Linked DNA regions of Mus musculus: all the other regions are linked to region 4. The links are chromatin contacts, called in public HiCAR-type and HiChIP or PLAC-seq maps. All regions are on one chromosome and are shown on one strand. The core of a region is the stretch at or near the end of the contact, and the rest is flanking DNA. Distances in the headings are between cores, read along the strand shown.

Evidence for each region. HiCAR-type assays count read pairs that join an accessible place to other places. HiChIP or PLAC-seq counts read pairs in DNA pulled down with a chosen protein or histone mark.
Region 1: a HiCAR-type map of fibro-adipogenic progenitors shows a contact between it and region 4, with 5 times the contacts expected there. The contact joins the enhancer-like site here to the promoter of Actr10 in region 4. A contact is called at or near these places in 1 of 39 promoter capture datasets (embryonic stem cells), 10 of 115 datasets of contacts at active chromatin or transcription factors (bone marrow-derived macrophages, craniofacial prominence, embryonic limb bud and 4 more) and 1 of 9 other capture datasets (adipose tissue).
Region 2: a contact with region 4 is called in an H3K4me3 HiChIP or PLAC-seq map of forebrain, with 6 times the contacts expected there. The contact joins the enhancer-like site here to the promoter of Actr10 in region 4. A contact is called at or near these places in 1 of 39 promoter capture datasets (cranial neural crest), 1 of 484 Hi-C or Micro-C datasets (bone marrow-derived macrophages), 9 of 115 datasets of contacts at active chromatin or transcription factors (bone marrow-derived macrophages, embryonic basal ganglia, embryonic forebrain and 5 more) and 2 of 9 other capture datasets (embryonic stem cells and liver).
Region 3: an H3K4me3 HiChIP or PLAC-seq map of bone marrow-derived macrophages shows a contact between it and region 4, with 12 times the contacts expected there. The contact joins the enhancer-like site here to the promoter of Actr10 in region 4. A contact is called at or near these places in 24 of 39 promoter capture datasets (the 3T3-L1 cell line, 3T3-L1-derived adipocytes, the C10 cell line and 17 more), 1 of 15 datasets of contacts at CTCF or cohesin (the NIH/3T3 cell line), 2 of 484 Hi-C or Micro-C datasets (bone marrow-derived macrophages and liver), 25 of 115 datasets of contacts at active chromatin or transcription factors (the 230-238 cell line, CD8 T cells, DN3 thymocytes and 18 more) and 3 of 9 other capture datasets (adipose tissue, liver and pancreatic islet).
Region 5: an H3K4me3 HiChIP or PLAC-seq map of embryonic stem cells shows a contact between it and region 4, with 33 read pairs. The contact joins the enhancer-like site here to the promoter of Actr10 in region 4. A contact is called at or near these places in 4 of 39 promoter capture datasets (3T3-L1-derived adipocytes, cranial neural crest, frontonasal cranial neural crest and 1 more), 2 of 484 Hi-C or Micro-C datasets (bone marrow-derived macrophages and nephron progenitors), 12 of 115 datasets of contacts at active chromatin or transcription factors (astrocytes, bone marrow-derived macrophages, embryonic basal ganglia and 6 more) and 1 of 9 other capture datasets (pancreatic islet).

The regions. Positions count from the first base shown.
Region 1 is chr12:70,607,866-70,610,928 of GRCm38.p6, reverse strand. All of the region lies in intron 1 of Gm40436 (a long non-coding RNA gene), which reads right to left. Among named protein-coding and RNA genes, the nearest start is that of Gm40436, 19 kb to the right of the region's middle. Within about 2 kb of position 1,303, at least 19 of the 459 cell types and tissues checked have an H3K27ac peak or open chromatin away from gene starts, as enhancers often do. A contact at or near this core is called in fibro-adipogenic progenitors, where this site is marked.
Region 2 is chr12:70,428,903-70,432,209 of GRCm38.p6, reverse strand. No RefSeq gene overlaps it. Among named protein-coding and RNA genes, the nearest start is that of Tmx1, 23 kb to the left of the region's middle. Within about 2 kb of position 1,494, at least 17 of the 459 cell types and tissues checked have an H3K27ac peak or open chromatin away from gene starts, as enhancers often do. A contact at or near this core is called in forebrain, where this site is marked.
Region 3 is chr12:70,475,480-70,479,025 of GRCm38.p6, reverse strand. No RefSeq gene overlaps it. Among named protein-coding and RNA genes, the nearest start is that of Tmx1, 24 kb to the right of the region's middle. Within about 2 kb of position 2,070, at least 53 of the 459 cell types and tissues checked have an H3K27ac peak or open chromatin away from gene starts, as enhancers often do. A contact at or near this core is called in acute myeloid leukemia, adipose tissue, bone marrow-derived macrophages and 1 more, where this site is marked.
Region 4 is chr12:70,936,295-70,939,538 of GRCm38.p6, reverse strand. It overlaps Actr10 (ARP10 actin-related protein 10), which reads right to left and starts at 1,682. Exons shown (of 13, transcript NM_019785.2): 1 at 1,508-1,682. The coding sequence starts at 1,584.
Region 5 is chr12:70,547,555-70,551,100 of GRCm38.p6, reverse strand. No RefSeq gene overlaps it. Among named protein-coding and RNA genes, the nearest start is that of Gm32219, 14 kb to the right of the region's middle. Within about 2 kb of position 1,585, at least 6 of the 459 cell types and tissues checked have an H3K27ac peak or open chromatin away from gene starts, as enhancers often do. A contact at or near this core is called in embryonic stem cells, where this site is marked.

The DNA of each region.
Region 1 (3,063 bases), core at 54-2,553, 330 kb after region 4:
GTGGGTTCCCCACATCCCCTTCACAGATGTTTTTATTTACACCCATTGATTTTTTCTATGTACTTTTTAATTTATGAATCTTTAATCAGTTATATGTTAAGTTTTGTTCTAAGTATAGCATGGAAGACAGAAGAGTGCAAATATAACTCCTTAAATAGCACTTGTCGTCCTTCGCATATTATATAACGAGTGCTCAGTAAATCACTGCAGCTAATGCTAAGTGAGGGAAAATAATTCCAAAGGCCATTTAGTACAATAACAAACAGAACTATATATGTCAACAGACCTTAAAGTCAGGACACAATTTCAGCTTTGTTGTGATCATGTAGAGCCATAATGAAGGAGTTATATCATGACACATAAACTACATCTCCACACAATTTAGAAATGTCTTCATAAAGTAAAGGGAGGCTGGGCATGTAGGTAACTCCAACATTCAGAGGTGGAAGTGGGGCATTACTGCAAGTTCAGGGCCACCCAGGACTATAGAGCAAGACCAGGTCTTCAAATAAGAACGAAGAAAAGAGGGAGAAAGAAGTGAGGGGTATCTGGGGGGAGTAAGGTTTAGGGGTGACGGAGAACTCTGGGATGGATGGGGCAGGTTACCTTGGCACCTGTTTCCTGTTGCAGATCAGCCTTACTATTTAGAACCTCACACATGGTATAGCAACTTCCTATGAATTGAAATTTTCTAGCCCAGAGAGAGACTCCTTAAAACTCAGGAAGTAACAACTTCCAAGTCTCAGGAAGTACCTAAATTTACAAGCTTTGCAAGCCTCACCCCCTTCTATGTCCAGGTTAGATACAACTGGGAAAAGGAAACTCCCCAACCTTGCTGAGGTTCCTTCCTAGATGTGGGAGGACCTCCAGGGTCACAGCTTTTGAGTTTGTCATCTATGCTAGGGTAGGCATCTCAGTGACATAGCCACCTTTGAGTTATCCACGCTATTAACAATGTCTCACACATATGCTCATAAGTGACCCCAACAAACTTATGGGTTCACTAAGGCAGACATGGGTAGATGAGTTTCTTTGATCTGTCATTGGTGCCCTCTCTGAATTGTACAAATGTTGTTTATGTTTCCCTACTAGCAGTCACACAAGCACACAGTCAGGTTCTGGTTCAGACAAGAGCAAAAAGAAGCACATGAGAGTAGGCTGCCCCATGCTGTGGGGTCCCCCAGGGGTTTAGACAACTGATACTCAGAACTTGACTTCTCATGCAGCAACTCAGCCAAGAATGTGGCAGGAGTGTCTTCAGCCATTCTTCCCAGGCCGTTATATCGTGACACAAACATGTCACATTTGTGATGAGGTCAGGGAGGTTTCCAAGAGCAACAAAGCCCTCAGACTGCACAGTTCAAGCCAAACTCTTGATAGCTTCTAAGAAATTTGCTTCCAGAAAGTTCCTGTGCCCTGAGCCTAGACATAATTCTTGATCTAATTCTCTTTTTTCTCTCTCAGCCACTTTTGTTCTCTTTCAACTGGTCACTGGTTACTGGAGCAGCCTGGGGGAGAAGGCCATTCCCATATGTAGTCTGCTTCGGAACAGAGTCTCAGAGGTCTATAAGGTCTCAAAGGCTCACTCGCCCCGCCCACCCCACCTCCAACTCACTTTCCTGTTGCTTGAGATCTGGGGCTGGTCAACTTCCTTGCTGCCCAAGTTCCAAACTTTTGAATCCTGTTTTGTTTCGTTTCTGCTTGCAGGCAGTTCCTGCTGGAGCCCTTCCTAAAACTTTGCCCAGGGCAGCCCTATCCACATGCATATAGTACAAACCTCTTTCGCCCCACTCTCCCCAAAGAACTGTGAGCACAGTGTGTATCCTCTCTGCCATGAAGTGGTCCTTGATAGCAGTTTCCCATTCTGTTCCTGTGAACAATGGGTCTTCATCCCTTGCTCTTCAGTATCAACTCCTGGCTGCCCAGGTCCCAGTTGTTAGGACCATAGTGCACTGTCTCATTGTGTTTTTGTTATCTCAGGACCCACTTCCCTGACTTTTCTTGTGCTGGTTTACATTAGCTGCTGAGGCATGACAGCTGAGTAGCGGCTGATAGTGGCAAGCAGCATTGCCCAAGTCTCTCATCGAATGTGATCAGTAGCTAAGAGGCTCTGCTTCTCACGGTGATGCAGGGATGTCAGACGGATGCAAGCTCTGCCTTTGCCTGTGATTTGCAAGGCTGCCTTGCCATTGACACACAGCCAGAGAGAGCAAAGAGGAGAGCGTAGAAATGACAACTTTATTCTCACTGCACCTTGTTAGCTAGAACTCAGGCCGAAGAGCACCTGGCTACAAAGGAAGGGAACCATGCAGCCACGTCTAACAGAACAGGAAATCACACAGCCACCCAGAAACAGCACAGGAAACAGGAAGAAACCAACAGGCTTGGAGAGGGCTACATGATGACTGAATTAGGGTCCATCAATCCCAGAGATTTGGACACAGGTCCAAGTATAAATATTCATAAAACATTTACACTTGCACACGTATATGGCTCTATCACTATCACCAACCAAGGCAGACATGTTTGTGTGGACATGTATATTTGTATGATTCAGAACAGTTAAAAATAAAAGGATGACTAAAGGAAAAAAATACACAAGAAGAAAGCAGGTGGCCGTATTATCATCAGCTACATGCTGTCAAAGTAATTGGCATTAAATAGAAAATTAACACTTTAAAAAATGAATCATCTCGAACTATATTAAGAAAACACTGGAAGCATAAGAAAGGAGATGATAAGAGGGGACTTCTTAAGGCCACTTTTGAATTCCCAATAAACTAGGAAGTTAAAAATAAAGACATTTAAATAATATATTTGATATGTTATTAACACAGAGAATGCATGTTTCTTTTGGCATATGAAGAAGTCCCAGCTATTCATAGCCACAAACCCCTCAGATTCCAAATATTGCAACTAGTGTAGGCCACGCCTCCTAGTCATACTGCAATGAAATTAGAAATAAGAAACTTAAATAAAACATTTCCATATATATATAAAGTCACCTATAAATCTAAAACCAAAAAATACATCACTTTAAGTAACTCTAGTGTAAACACTCAA
Region 2 (3,307 bases), core at 245-2,744, 510 kb after region 4:
CCTTCCTATTGACCTCCCTTACCTCACTGCCCAATCACAGTGGGCTACTAGAACGATCCAGAACCTGACACCACACACCATATGATACGACAATGGACTATTTAGCCAACTTGATGGGTATCCAGATCCATGGGTAGATACTACAGGTGTCTTCAATGGGATTAACTTCATGTTTAGTGCACTGGAGATTGAACCCAGCACCTTATGTGAGGGAGGCAAGTGCTCCATCCCTGAGCACTTTGATAAGACTTTGAAAGTCGTCTTTCTTGAGATTAACCCTTAAGTGACTGGGTAAAGAACACTGCCCTCCACGTCTCGTGGCCTCATCCTGATGGCCTAGATAGAACAAAAGGGGCTGAAGAGGATAGAAATCTTCCTGCCAATAACCTTCGAAGTAGACCACAGACTCTTTCCTGCCTTGGATGTGAATGGAAGCACCAGCTTTCCCGGGGCTCACACCTGCCAATCTCACACTGGAGTTGTGTTGTCAGATCTCTGGCATCTCAGGCTTTGACTGGGAATGAAGCTAACCTAGTCTCTTCACTCTCCTTAGCTTGCCAAGCACCCTTTTACCCTGCTGGGACGTGCCAGTCTCCATGGCTGACAGCCAGCTCTCTACAGCAAATCTCAATCAATCTGTCTCTCTCCTCTCCTCTTTCTCTCGATCCTCCCTGCTCTCTCTCACACATACACGCCCCACTGCCACACACACACACACACACACACACACACACAGAGAGAGAGAGAGAGAGAGAGAGAGAGAGAGAGAGAGAGAGGTTCTGGAGAATCCCAACACATCTATCTGCCTTGTCTTCTCTGTCTAAACACTGTTCTTGATTCTCTGGTGACCTATTCTATCATTCTTTTAGGAATACATATTTACTTTAAAGAATAATAAGCACAGGCTTGCCCCACCCCCAAGGTTAAGAGATAAAGAGAGGTTCACGAACACTCTGCTTATTAAAAAAAAATCAGTATCTTCAGTGATCACAGGACTTTTGTTTATGCTTTGTTTGTTCCTTGGCCTAGAACTGACCCTACTTTCTGCATGTACTTTGTATGGTATAAAGGCAGCATGGGAAAAAATAAACTTGCTTCAGCCCTTGCTGGAGTCATACGTTTAAAAAAAAAATCAGTATCTTTTCTATTTGTATTTTGAAAACTTAGAGAATATAATCCTGCGTTGATATTTCACTTCCTACTGTGAAGAAGCTAAGGAACTTAGTTAGATGTGGCCTGTAAGCTGTAAAGATCCCTCATCACTCTGGAGATGGTGACAACATTTAAATACAACCATGGAATGGGACCAATAGGATACCAGAAAGAAAAGTTGTAATCGTGGTTCAGTGTCTGGAATTAAGGAATCTTATCATGAATACATTGTTTCTTTCCAAAAAACCTACACAATATTCCTTTGTTTATAATAACTGTAACGTTTTGCTTGTTGTCTTGGCTAATTATGTGGAGCCACTAGGGGGCAGAGGATGGCCTTCTTATTGCACTTAGTTTTAAGGGCTTCATTAAGGAAGGGTTTTAAACGGATTTTAAAATCACATTACAGATGTCATAGACGCACTTGTCATTTCAGTAGTGACCCTGGTATGAGCAGAGAGTCTCCTGTCTGTACCATAGTTACGATATGAATAACAACAGCCAGAGCACAGAGGTTTATGTTAAGTCTGTTAGGTACACAGTGCAGACTAAGAGGGGCCAACGCCTCGGGGTGATTATTCCACACAGTAGCTCGATAGGCAATCTCCATTATCCAGAAGAGGAGACTGAGCTCTGAAGAGGATGTGCAACATGCCCAGGGCATCAGTAAATAGGGACTGGATCCAGATCAGAGCTGTTGGACTCTGAGTCATGAGTGATCCATCTCTGTAGGTCCAGACATGGGGCACATTTTATTTTCAAAAGGGAGTATCACCTTGTCATGGTTTGGTGTCAGGCATATATTAGCTTCAGATCTGATATAATATTTTCAGTGCCAATGAAAAATTAATGAGTTTGATACTTGGCATTCTATGGAATGGAGAGTTTATAAAGGACTTGCGGCCATATAAGTAAGCCAGCCTGTCCTCTCATCTTTCTAACCACATTTAACCATTCTCCTAACACTCATTTCCATTGCACTGATATTTCTAAATAGATAATTATTCAACCAAAGCCAATTTTCCCATGATGCCTCTCTAATCCCTACATTTAAAATCCCATGCAACAGTGTGATGGGAGAGAATTTTGTCGATCTCAATTTAAATGTGTAAAATAAAATACCAGAACTGTTTAGAAAACATATTTCTAAGTCCAAGGTGCTTGTCTTCAAATAACCATATCATACACTAAGAAGACATCCAGCTGACAGAAGGCATTCATGATAATAAAGGGCGTTTCTCTTTATTTCCTACATAGCAATTAATAACTGCGATATATGGGGGGGAGGGGAGAGATTTTTGAAAGCAATGTGGGCTGGGACTATTTTATAAATGTGAGGCAAGGTGATCTAGAATGTTTTCTTTCGTGTGCATATGTATCTGGCTTTACATATTGTTGTTTAATTAATGTTTAAACTTAGCATACAAGGTCTTGGGTTCCATACATACATGTAAGAGGTTCTAATTCGTGCAGGTTTTTATAGTACTACATGACTCAGGCACTGTCTTAGGCTGGTTCTCTGGCTCATTGGTTGGTTTACTGGTTTCTTAAGTTTACTTACTCTTATGTTTCCTCTTGCTCTTCCTCGGACAAAAGAGATGTGTAAACTTCTCAGACCCTTTCTCCTTTTCTATGTATCTCCTAAGCCCTTTGTTTTCCTGCTGAGAAATAGCTGTGCTTTGATTACCTAATAAGTGTCAAGAGCCGTCACCTCTCCATCAGAAATGGCAGTTCCATTTTAACAGAATGGGTACAGTTTTAGCAAAAGAACCAAAAGAAGAGGAGGGTTTTTTTGTTCTGTTTCGTTTTATGTGTGCATTTGTGGTGTTTTTGTTGTTCTTGTCTTCTAAACAGTGTCTCACTATGTAGTCCTGCTGTCCTGGAACTCACTGTGTAGATCAGGCTGCCTAGAACTCACCAAGGTCTGCTGCCTCTGCCTCCCAAGGGTTGGGGTTTCAAGAGTGTGCTACCATACCTGACTTGTTTTTATTTTTGTGTTTGTTTTTGTTTGCTCACATAGTGTATCCTTGTCCCCATTATTCAGGCAAGTAAGATGACAGCAGCTTCACCCAACCATTCGCTTTGCTTTATGAGGTCTGCAGAAGGTGTTCTGGCCTGGAGGACAGTCTTCAGTGACATCAGTCAGGGGACCTCT
Region 3 (3,546 bases), core at 821-3,320, 460 kb after region 4:
AGATTTTGCCTGGGAGCCAAAGTAAACTAACACACACGGAAGAGATAAGAGAAGACCAACATCAAGCAAATCTCTTAAATAACTGTTATACATAACTAGCAATGGATGGTAAAAATCTTCTAAGAAATGTAACAGGTCCCTAGTCTCCGAAGCACCCACTGGTTACAGAAGAAAGCACAGGCGCCTTAGAGCCCAGAGGTCGGACACAACCGTGTCAGAGACCAAGGGAAGCACCATCCTGTGCTAAGACACTCTGAAAGCAGGTATTCCCACATCTCACTCCCAGGAACAAGGCACAAGTGGACCTCTCTGGTATACTTGCAAAAAGAAAAAAAAAAGTCTAATCTCATTCTAATCATAAGAAAATACCCCAATACCTCACAAACCGCAGCAGACTGAGAATCTCTGAAGCAACAGACAGTGACCTTCAAATACATTAAGGCCATGAAACACCCAGGAAGGCTGGTCTTGCAGAATCTCGGCACTTTACCGGGAAACCTGTTAAAAATCCGAGTAAGATTTAATGGTGGATTAATAGTATGGTATCAGTGGTCATCTCCTTATCGATCTGTTGAATACATACTAATAAGAGGGGATGCTGATTAAGTACACAGGGGACTCTCTGTGTTCTTTTTAACAAGTCTAGTTTGTGAACCAATACATATTTCAAGATAACTGGAACCTCGGAGTTGAACGCTTCCGAGTACTTCCAGTCTTTAGGGAATGATAAGGTGAAATACCTTTTTTGTTATTCCTTGATTGAAACCTTCAGATACTGCTGCATAAATCATGTCGGAAGAGTGCTGAAAGCTATCTCCAGTCAGTAGAATAATATCTTGTTAAAGTATCAGAAAATAAAACCTAGCCCACGTATCCTTGGCAGATCTGTGAAAACGGGGATGATAATGAGTGGTTTCTTTCTTCACAGATATATAGCTTCCGGTGCAGTAAATAGTCACCGAAGGCATACTGTGCGCTCAGAATTCATCGGACTCACATTAACGTCGCCGCATTTTGTGGGGCATCTGTTATCCACCACCAAGACTTTCCATAGATCGTTTTGGTTCCACTTCTTGTACTCGGTGCCTGCAATGGCTAAGGTTAGCCAACAGGAGGCAGAACACAACATCTAAATATTTTCCAGCCTTGTTTCCCAGGCAAACAGTTCTGAGAAAAACTGGAAGACTATCTCCCATCAATAACTGAGTAGTTGTCAGCCACACAGAAACCAACTCGGCAATAGATCTCAGTACTGCCCCCTGGGGCCCGTTCTGCTCCTTTGCGCTCTCAGCCTAGCTTAATGGGATCACTTCCACATGACCTACTTGCTCACTCACCCTTGTCTCAGGGACTGTAGAGAGGGATCATGGAGGCTCAAGCGAAGAAAGTGATACAGGCTATCCCTTAGAGCCAATCAGTGGGAGTACTCACAAAACCCACAAAATATCCATTACTACGGCAGACTGAATCTGACAATTCTACTCCATTATGAAAAAACTGTTCCAGATTCCGGTGTGGGACTGAGAACACGGGCCAAGAGGGCTTTCTACGGTCAGGGAGAGAAAACTTAGGAAGTAAGTCAAGTTGTACTTTTATTTTAATTATTTATTTATTTGCCACCCAAACAAACAGACACCTCAGCACTGCCCCCTGCCTTCTTGTGCTCCCTAAAGCAGCCTGTCACTGGGGATCAACAATGATGAAAAAGGACATTTTGATCTAGTTTGAAAACTTTATTTATGCTGCGTTTTCTCCCTGGAGAGATTTCCCGAGTTAAATAGTAGACAGTGTGCCCATTTGTTTTGAGTGGAATCCAAGAGAAGCACGAAGTATCAGTTATCCTTTCTGCTGCTCGATCTGAACAGCGCAAGCTGCCTGTCTGCTCTCCGCAGCCACGCCCAGGCGCTCTGTGCCTGAAGTGCGAAGCTTTGCTTCTTCTCCTTGTTCAGTTTTTCTTCCTTTCCTGTGGTGTTGGCCAGGTGCTGGGCAAACTCTAGCACTGAGCTCCGCCTCCAGGTGCCCAGGGCTTCCTGTCCTGACAGTAATGCCTGCTTGTCATCGAGGTTAGCTATTTCCCTGAAGAAAAACAAAACAGGAACTATGGAGTTAGCGTTTAGTTAGTCAGTGCCCAAGTTCCTTATTGCCTTGGGGGAAAAAAACAAACAAACAAGCAAACAAACAATAAATAGCAGCTGGGGACAGCCACGAAGCATAGCACACTAAATGTGGTTTTCAAGGGACCAGGCAAAGATCTGAGGGTAATTGAGTCAGAGGGCTCCTTCTATGATGAAAGACACTTCCTAAGTATAATATACACACATATACACTAACACACACACACACACACACACACACACACACACACACACACACACACACTCATACCGAGACAGACAGACAGACAGACAGACAGACAGACAGACAGACAGAGACAAAGACAGAGAAACAGAGGGAGAGAGGGAGGGAGGGAGGGAGAAAGAGAGAATGACAAAGAGATGGAGAATTTTACTGTAAAGTGAAACAGACTCAAGTTAACACACCAGAGAGGGTGACACATCAAGACCATTACGTGTGCTCCCTCAGCATGCGGACTCCCAGGGCACATCACTTCCATCTACTGCTTTCAGTTTTCCTTAGGATGAACTCTCTAAGGAAAAAAAGTTTTTCCTGAAACATTCTCTTAAACAGCAAACTCTAACACCCACTAACCCACCTTGTGTATTGTACAATAAACCCAGCCAGAAGGACCTGTCTTAGTTAGGGTTAATATTGCTATAATTAAAAAAAAAATGACCAAAAGCAAACTGTGGAGTAAAGGGTTTATTTATCTGGCTTACACTTCACTGCTCATCCCTGGAGGAGTGTCAGAACAGGAACTCAAAACGGAATGCTGCTTACTGGCTTGCTTCATATACCTTGCTCAGCCTGCTTGCTTATAGAACCCAGGACCACCAGCCCAGGGATGGCATCACCCACAATGGGCTGGGTCCTCCTCCACCAATCACTAAGAGAATGCCCTACAGTAGGATCTGATAAAGCCATTTTCTCAATTGAGACTCCCTCCCCTGATGACTCTAGCTTGTGTCAAGTTGACATAAAAGTAGCCAGCACAGGACCCTAGGACCAAGGAAAGATGAGTGCTAGAAAAATACATGACCATAAATAAACATATGTAAAACTCCACACAAATTAAGGGGACTCAAGCCATACTGACGGCTAGATCATACATAATTCAAAACCCCGACTCTGCTGGTCTATACAAATAAACAAGGCTTGCATCTTGCCAAATGAATGAAAGTTTTCCTAATATCAATCTTCCCTCAGCAAGAAAGCTAATTACAAATGTACCTTTTCCCAGATTAAACAAAATTATTTTTGTTTAATTAATTAATCCCGTTAATTATTTTTACCAAATTGCCCTCTGTTATACCTAAATTTCTTCAGAAGGCAGCTGTCAAGAATTTTCTTTACAATTTTCTCCTGCCTTGAGGAAAGTCACTCTCTACATGTGTGTTCAATCACGTCACACTGCTATCTACAAATGTT
Region 4 (3,244 bases), core at 433-2,932:
AGGACTAGAAGTTTGGGGCAGCTTGGGCCACACTGGACACTATTTCAAAAAGAAAAAAAAAACAAAAAGAGAAAAGAAAAGAAAAAGAAAAAGAGAAAAATTAGTAGTCAGTGCCACATTTCTTTTGTGCTGGAAAAAAGGTTGCTAAAATGACCATATTGGAAATCACACCTTTTTTTTTTTTCTTCCCCCGCCTGGGCACTGTTCCCCTGTGCCTAGACATCTCTCTCCATTTTCACTTCAATGTTACTTATATTCAGTGCTCCTCAAAGTCCTCAAGGACTTTGTAATGATGTAGCTTAAGTTCTGCCTTTGAAAACTTTTATGTCCTTCTGTCTTCAATCACATCCCTATATAATAATTTATATTTTCAATGTATAGCCACAATAATTATTTTCAGGTAGTAATCTCTACTTATTATATTAATGTTTTTTAAAAAAGTAAGATGAATATGGGAGAGTCAGAGAAGGAGAGGATAATCAAGAACTATGTTTAATCCAATTCTGTAGCTTCTAAGGACCAATTTTTAAGTCTGTTCTTATGACCATTTATTTAATAGTTGCTTAACATCTATTACAGGTTAGGAAGTGTTTAAAATATGCAAAAATAATCCACACATCTGTTTCATATATAACTTCACCTCAAACACATAATATGTATATATGATGGAACTCTCAGCTTTCTGGAGCCTAATATGTATTTCATACACAACATCACTTTATATATACATATATGTCATGTAATTCTGTGTTGTTCTTGAGTCCAATACAAGGACTCTTAAATGGATGGTCCAAAGAACTTAAAACCGTCCAGCATCCTCTCATACTGTCCAGATGTTCCAAGGCTTGTGAATTTGTGTTTTGCTATCTCTACCTTTGACTGCCACTTCGAGGACCACTACTCCCGTGCTTACAAACTGCTTTTTTAAAGTGCAAAATGTGGGTCTAAGAGTATTATAAGGTAACCAACAATTTCCCGTCTCATTTCTATGCGGCTTCCTGTCTTCATGTGCCAGGGCTCCATAGCTGATTTCCTACACTCCTGGAGAACAATCTATTTCCAGAACCAATGGGGCTCCATCCCATAAATGTTTTATGGTGGAAAGAGTCAGCAAGCGTTACAATTCGATGGTTTCCTTCCAATCTGACCCAGCCAGAGGCAAGCACAATCTGGGTCATCGCTGTCAAAAGTTAAAGTGATGGCCCCTGATCACCTTAGACGGGGGTGGGGTGGGGGACACCGTTCCCCGAGCTTCCTGGGCTTCTCTAGGAGTCCAGATCCCACTCAGGCCACCAGATCCTACAGGTTCGCATTGCCCAAGAGAGTCCTCCCTGACAACACATTCATCACTGAGTGTGGACTGAGCTTTGCCTTAAGGCAACGATGTGAGCTAGCATTCGCGGGATCGCCGGGGGAAGGTCCCGGGTGCCCAGCGGGCCTAAAGACGGTTGCCAGTCCGGGACCACCGGCACGTCCCTCGGGCCCACAGCCGCCCATGGCCACTCACTTGGTGAAAGCTTCTCCTAGGTCGATCACGACTGCTGTCTTCTCGCCGCCGCTCCCAAGGCCCTCGTAGAGCGGCATCTTTGAGAGACCGACGTAGAGAGGGTGAAGTGGTCCGCCCGGCGGGGGGGCTGCCTCAGCGCGGGGGCGGGGCGGGGTCCTCACAAAGCCGAGGACCCGGGCTGGCCAAGGAGAGGCCTGACGTCGCGGAGGCCGAGGCGGTCAGGCGCGCCGGACACCTTAGAGGGGCGGAGCCTCCCGGGTCCTCTCGCTCAGCGGCCGGGGGCGCCTGCGCGGCGTAGTAAGGATTTTTAGCGGCTTAGGAGGGGAGGCAGGAACTTGAGATCGCTTTCTCATTCTCCAGTTCTGTGTTGGTCGTTTATCATGACATTTAGTCGCCGCAATGAACACACAAGATAGAGTCTGCTCAGAAGAGATTGGCTTTCACTCTCCCCGAAGCAGTTCTAGAAAAGGATCCTAAGATCTAAATTCAAAACTTGGATTGGGAAGGCGGAAATGCTCCTTAATTACAGCAGTATTTGTGGTGGTTTACATGCGAACGCCCCCCCCCCCCCCCCCCCCGCGCGCCTAGGCTCATCTGTTTGAATGCTTAGTCACCGAGGACTGGAACAGTTTTGGAAGGATATGGAGATTTGACCTTGGAGGAGGTGTGTCACTGGGAGTGGACTTTGGGGTTTAAAAAGCCCACACTAGGCGCAGCTCTCTCCTCCCTGCCTCCTCTGCCCCCAACCCCCACCCCGGACCCTTGTTGCCTGGCAATTAAGATGTAAAGCTCTCAGCTACTGCTTCATTGCCATGCCTGCCCGCCACCCCACCCCCCCATCATTAACTAAAACTGTAAGCAGGTCCCCGATTGACGATTCCTTTTATAAGAGTTGTCTTAGTCATGTTGTCTCTTCCCAGAAATAGAATAGTTACTAAGACAGCAGTTCTTGCCTGTTGCTGGGGAGATTGATTGGATTTCTAGAAGAGGAGAAACCAGGTGTCATGGTGGCAAGATGCAAAGATATGATCAAAGCATATACATGAAATCGAGAACAAATAAATAAAAATTTAATAAGGAGAATATCGTGGTTATTTTAGCAGAAAGAAAAAAAGAATGAACACAAAACAAATATATTCCTTAATAATCTCAGATGTTTGAATGGAACCTCTTGTGGAGTATTTTTTAAAAAGAAAGATTTAAGAGTACATTAAAAAAACAAACAAACAAAAAAAACCCTGATTTATTTCTCTTGCTGGCTGGAAGCAAAGAATGTTGACCCAACTGAAAAAACTGTCCAGACAGTCTGCAAAAGAGACATTTTCTCACAGTCATCTAACAAAAATCCCAGCACTGGGCAAGGAGATGCTGTTTGAGCAGTTTGTCAGAGATGTCCAAGAAACTCCCCAAACAAGCTTTGCTGTTGCTCTTAGTTGCATTGCAGAGGTTGAGGATAAGTCGTTGTTGCTAAGACACCATGCACTTTAGACAGAGGACCCAGAGGTTCTAACCAGAAAGCCTCCTCCCTGAGAACTAGCTTTCATGGTACCAGAAGGCTCCATACAAGCTTTCAAAGAAGGGAAACCAGTCTTACCCAACCATGATATTCATAAACAGACACACACAAGCTGGTGTGTGTGTGTGTGTGTGTGTGTGTGTGTGTGTGTGTAATGAGATTAAAGAAACAGAGACCATCGATTTGAGAGAGCAAAGGTGTGGCACAGGAAGGGTTAGAGC
Region 5 (3,546 bases), core at 336-2,835, 390 kb after region 4:
TATAAGAGTTGCCTTGGTCATGGTGTCTGTTCACAGCAATGGGAACCCTAACTAAGACGATATCTTACATGACATACATTGCTTACCCCAGTCTGATCATTACACATCACATACATATACCAAAATTCTACATTTCCACTCATAAGTATGCTCCCCCTGTCAAACAAGAATATTTTTTGAAGGTGGATTATGGACAGTGACTAGAGATCAAGAGAAAATGCATCATGGGAGACATTTGATTGTATTTAGATGCTTCTGAGAAAAAGGTGGTATTTCAATAGATATGGATGTCCAAAGAGAAGACATGATTGGAGTGATGAGTTTTTAAAGAAGGAAGCCAGTGACCTGGCACCAGATGGAAAGAGCCAAGGGGAGAACTGCCTACGGCTACTGAGAACAGAAGCCTGTGAGGATGGGGATGAAGGCCAGCTCTCGGGAAGTTAGGGGAGTGTCTACCCCTTCTTCCTCTCTGAGTGTGGGGTGATGGGAATGCTAGTCAACTGTAGTCCATCCTGTGCGTCACTCAAACATCATGGTGCCATAAATGAATGATGAATGGCATCTTCATTTCTTCACTGCATTTCAGAAGAATGTGTTTGGGATCTTAATATTCTAGAAATGGAATGTGCAATCAAAAACCTTAGCTCTCCAAACTGTACAATAAATAAATCCTATTTTTGTTTAAAGAAATATATATATTTAATATATATTAATATATATTCATAGAAGAGAGACTGAAGAAGTATGGAAATATTAAAAGTTATTCAATTGTCACTCAAAATGGCATTTGTTTCCTATATTTTTAGAAATGAATTTGTGTGCGTGTGCATGTGCATGTACGTGTGCATGTATATGTGTATGTGTGCATATGTACAGGGACACTCATTTGTGGTACAGAGGGTGACGTTGAGCATTTTCCTTATTGCTTTTCTCCTTGTCTTTTGGGATGGTCTGTTTCAGCTAGCCCAGATGGTCAGCTAGCCCCAGAGGTCTGCTCGTCTCTGCCCAGCCAGCTCTGAGGTTACAGGGACTGAGGTCATGGGTTACAGGCCTGTCCTGTCCTTTTTGTGGGTGCTTGGGGCTATGAACTCAGATTACAGTGCTTATGTGGCAAGCACTACATCACCCCAGCCCTTTATATGAGAATTTCTAAGTTTTGAATAACAGGCTTTTTTCCCCATAAATGTATTTGTAAAAATTTTAGAAATTACAATAGCAAAGATTCAGGGGGTTAGTGTTTCAAAAGTGCCAACATGTAACACCTGCAGATTCTTTAAGACAGTAGGAACTCTTGAAATACCACGCAGTCAAGTGGTTAGCCTTGGTACCTTGTTGCTTTCTTCCCCTCCAAAAGGAAAAGCAGGAAAGTATTAATTTGTTTGCACTTGCATTATAATGATCTAGCCCCAGAAAGGAGTGGTGTAATTTAAACAGTGCCCAATTGCTTTTATTCATTTAAATGCGTTTCTATAGCAATATGGAAGCTGTGCTTCCAGTTTTAAATGCTAGTGATTCAGTGTAACCTTGGGTGGGTCCCTTCCTGTCCTGGTTTTCTTCCGGGTTGGCTGGGACTGATGGCCCAGCTCATGCTGTGCTTCGAAGATGATCAGACTAAATCCAATTAGATCTAGTGCAGCTGTGTGGCTGAAGGAGGCTGTGGGGTGGGGGTGACTTCACCAGTGTCCTCTGGACTCGGGCTTTATTGCCGGCAGCCCACGCTACCAGCAAAAGCTGGCTTAAGCCACTGGCTTGCTCTCAATGCCCGCCAATAGCTACCTCTGCAGACGGCCCGTGGGGGCACAGCTCCTGCTTGGCAGTGATGGCGGGTGGGTTCCAGCCAGGCCCCAGAAGTTCAGGCTTAGTTCCTGAAAGCTGGCGGTGAGATGCAGCCATGATGTCCTGTGATTCCCCCCAACCCCCCCCCCCCCCCCCGCGTGGAGCCAGCAGCCACACGAGATCAGCCCACCCCAGGCCTTGCCTGGACATGTTCTGGATGCCTCTTTGAACAAACTCAAATAATAAGATTTTATGTCTCTGAATACCAAAAGCACTTGAAGGTGATGTGGACTCAGCAGGCTGCATATTTTTCCAAACAAATGGATCAATGGTTCATCTCTGATCCTTTTAGAATATATATATACATACATATATATATATATACATATACATATATATATACACACACATATATATATATATGTATAAATAAGGGTCAGGGAGGGGAGAAGTTGGAGAACCGAAGCAGCAAAGTTGAGTTCTTTTGTTAGGAACCTCAATAAGACGTGCACATACCTCAAGAACAGAGCAGTGTGCACTGCTGCTCTGCTGCTCTGTGTGTAAGGAATTAGAGAGAAAGGCAGAACCAGGACCATGCACCAGACACTGATGGCTTCTATCAGGATGCATGGAAACAAACACAGGGAGAAACCCCTATTCTTCCTCATTATACTGAGGCAGAGTCTAACGTGTATCTCAGGTTGGCTGGAACTCACTCTGTATCTGAGGACGATCCTCCTGCCTCCACCTCCTGAGGGCTGTGGTTATGGGCATGTGCCTCCCCCTCTAGTTTATAAGGTACTTCGTATGGAATCCATTGCTTTGTGCAATGGTTCTCAGCCTGTGGGTCATGACCCCTTTGGGGTTCAAATGGCCCTTTCACAGGGGTCACCTAAGACCATCAGAAAACACAGATGTTTATATTATGGTTCATACAAGTAGAAAAATTATAGTAATGACATAGCAACAAAAATAATTTTATGGTTGGGGGTCACCACAACAAGAGGAACTGTGTTAAATGGCCCCAGCATTAGGAAGATTGATGGTAGCAAGCACTCTATCCACACCTTCAGATTCCAAAAGTGACCCTTCAGAATTCATCATCAAAGGCTTGTCCTCACTTGGACTTTGGTTTCTTTTTGTCATTGTTGTTGTTGTTTCCTAGTACTAGCAGTTGAACTCAGGACCTTGGCAATGCCAGGTCTCTACTAAGGCACTATACCCCCTGCCCCATCTTTGTTCTTCTTCTTAAGTGTCAAGGTCCCTAAAACATCAGCAGGGAAAAGAGAGTGGGATTTGAATTCTGTATGCGATCAGTCACTTTGCAAACTAGGGGAGTTAGTTAACCATTCAGAGACCCAAGTTACTTCTATAAAGAGGACACCAGGGCATCTGTAAGGATGACACATGGACACACAGCCACTTATTTTGGTTGACATGGATTTTGTACCTATTTTGTGCCTGAAGAGCCAGGCTTAGAGCATCTTCATTGACCATCTGCTTCTCAAGACCCACGTGACTGCTCCAAAGCATTGCTTGACAAAGAGCAGGTTCCTCCCTCCATCCCATCCCCCTGGCCCACCCTTCCACCTCTGAGCAGATTATGACCCTCGACCTCAATTCTGCATCTTTACCCTGGTAAGAGAAGGGACAATCTACTGCTGCTTCTTCATACCGTGTCCCCCCCCCCCACAAAAAACCCACCCCCTTCATCCTCCTTCGTATTCTCCTCATCTTCTCCCAACTAGCTCTCACCATCGGCCTAGTTAA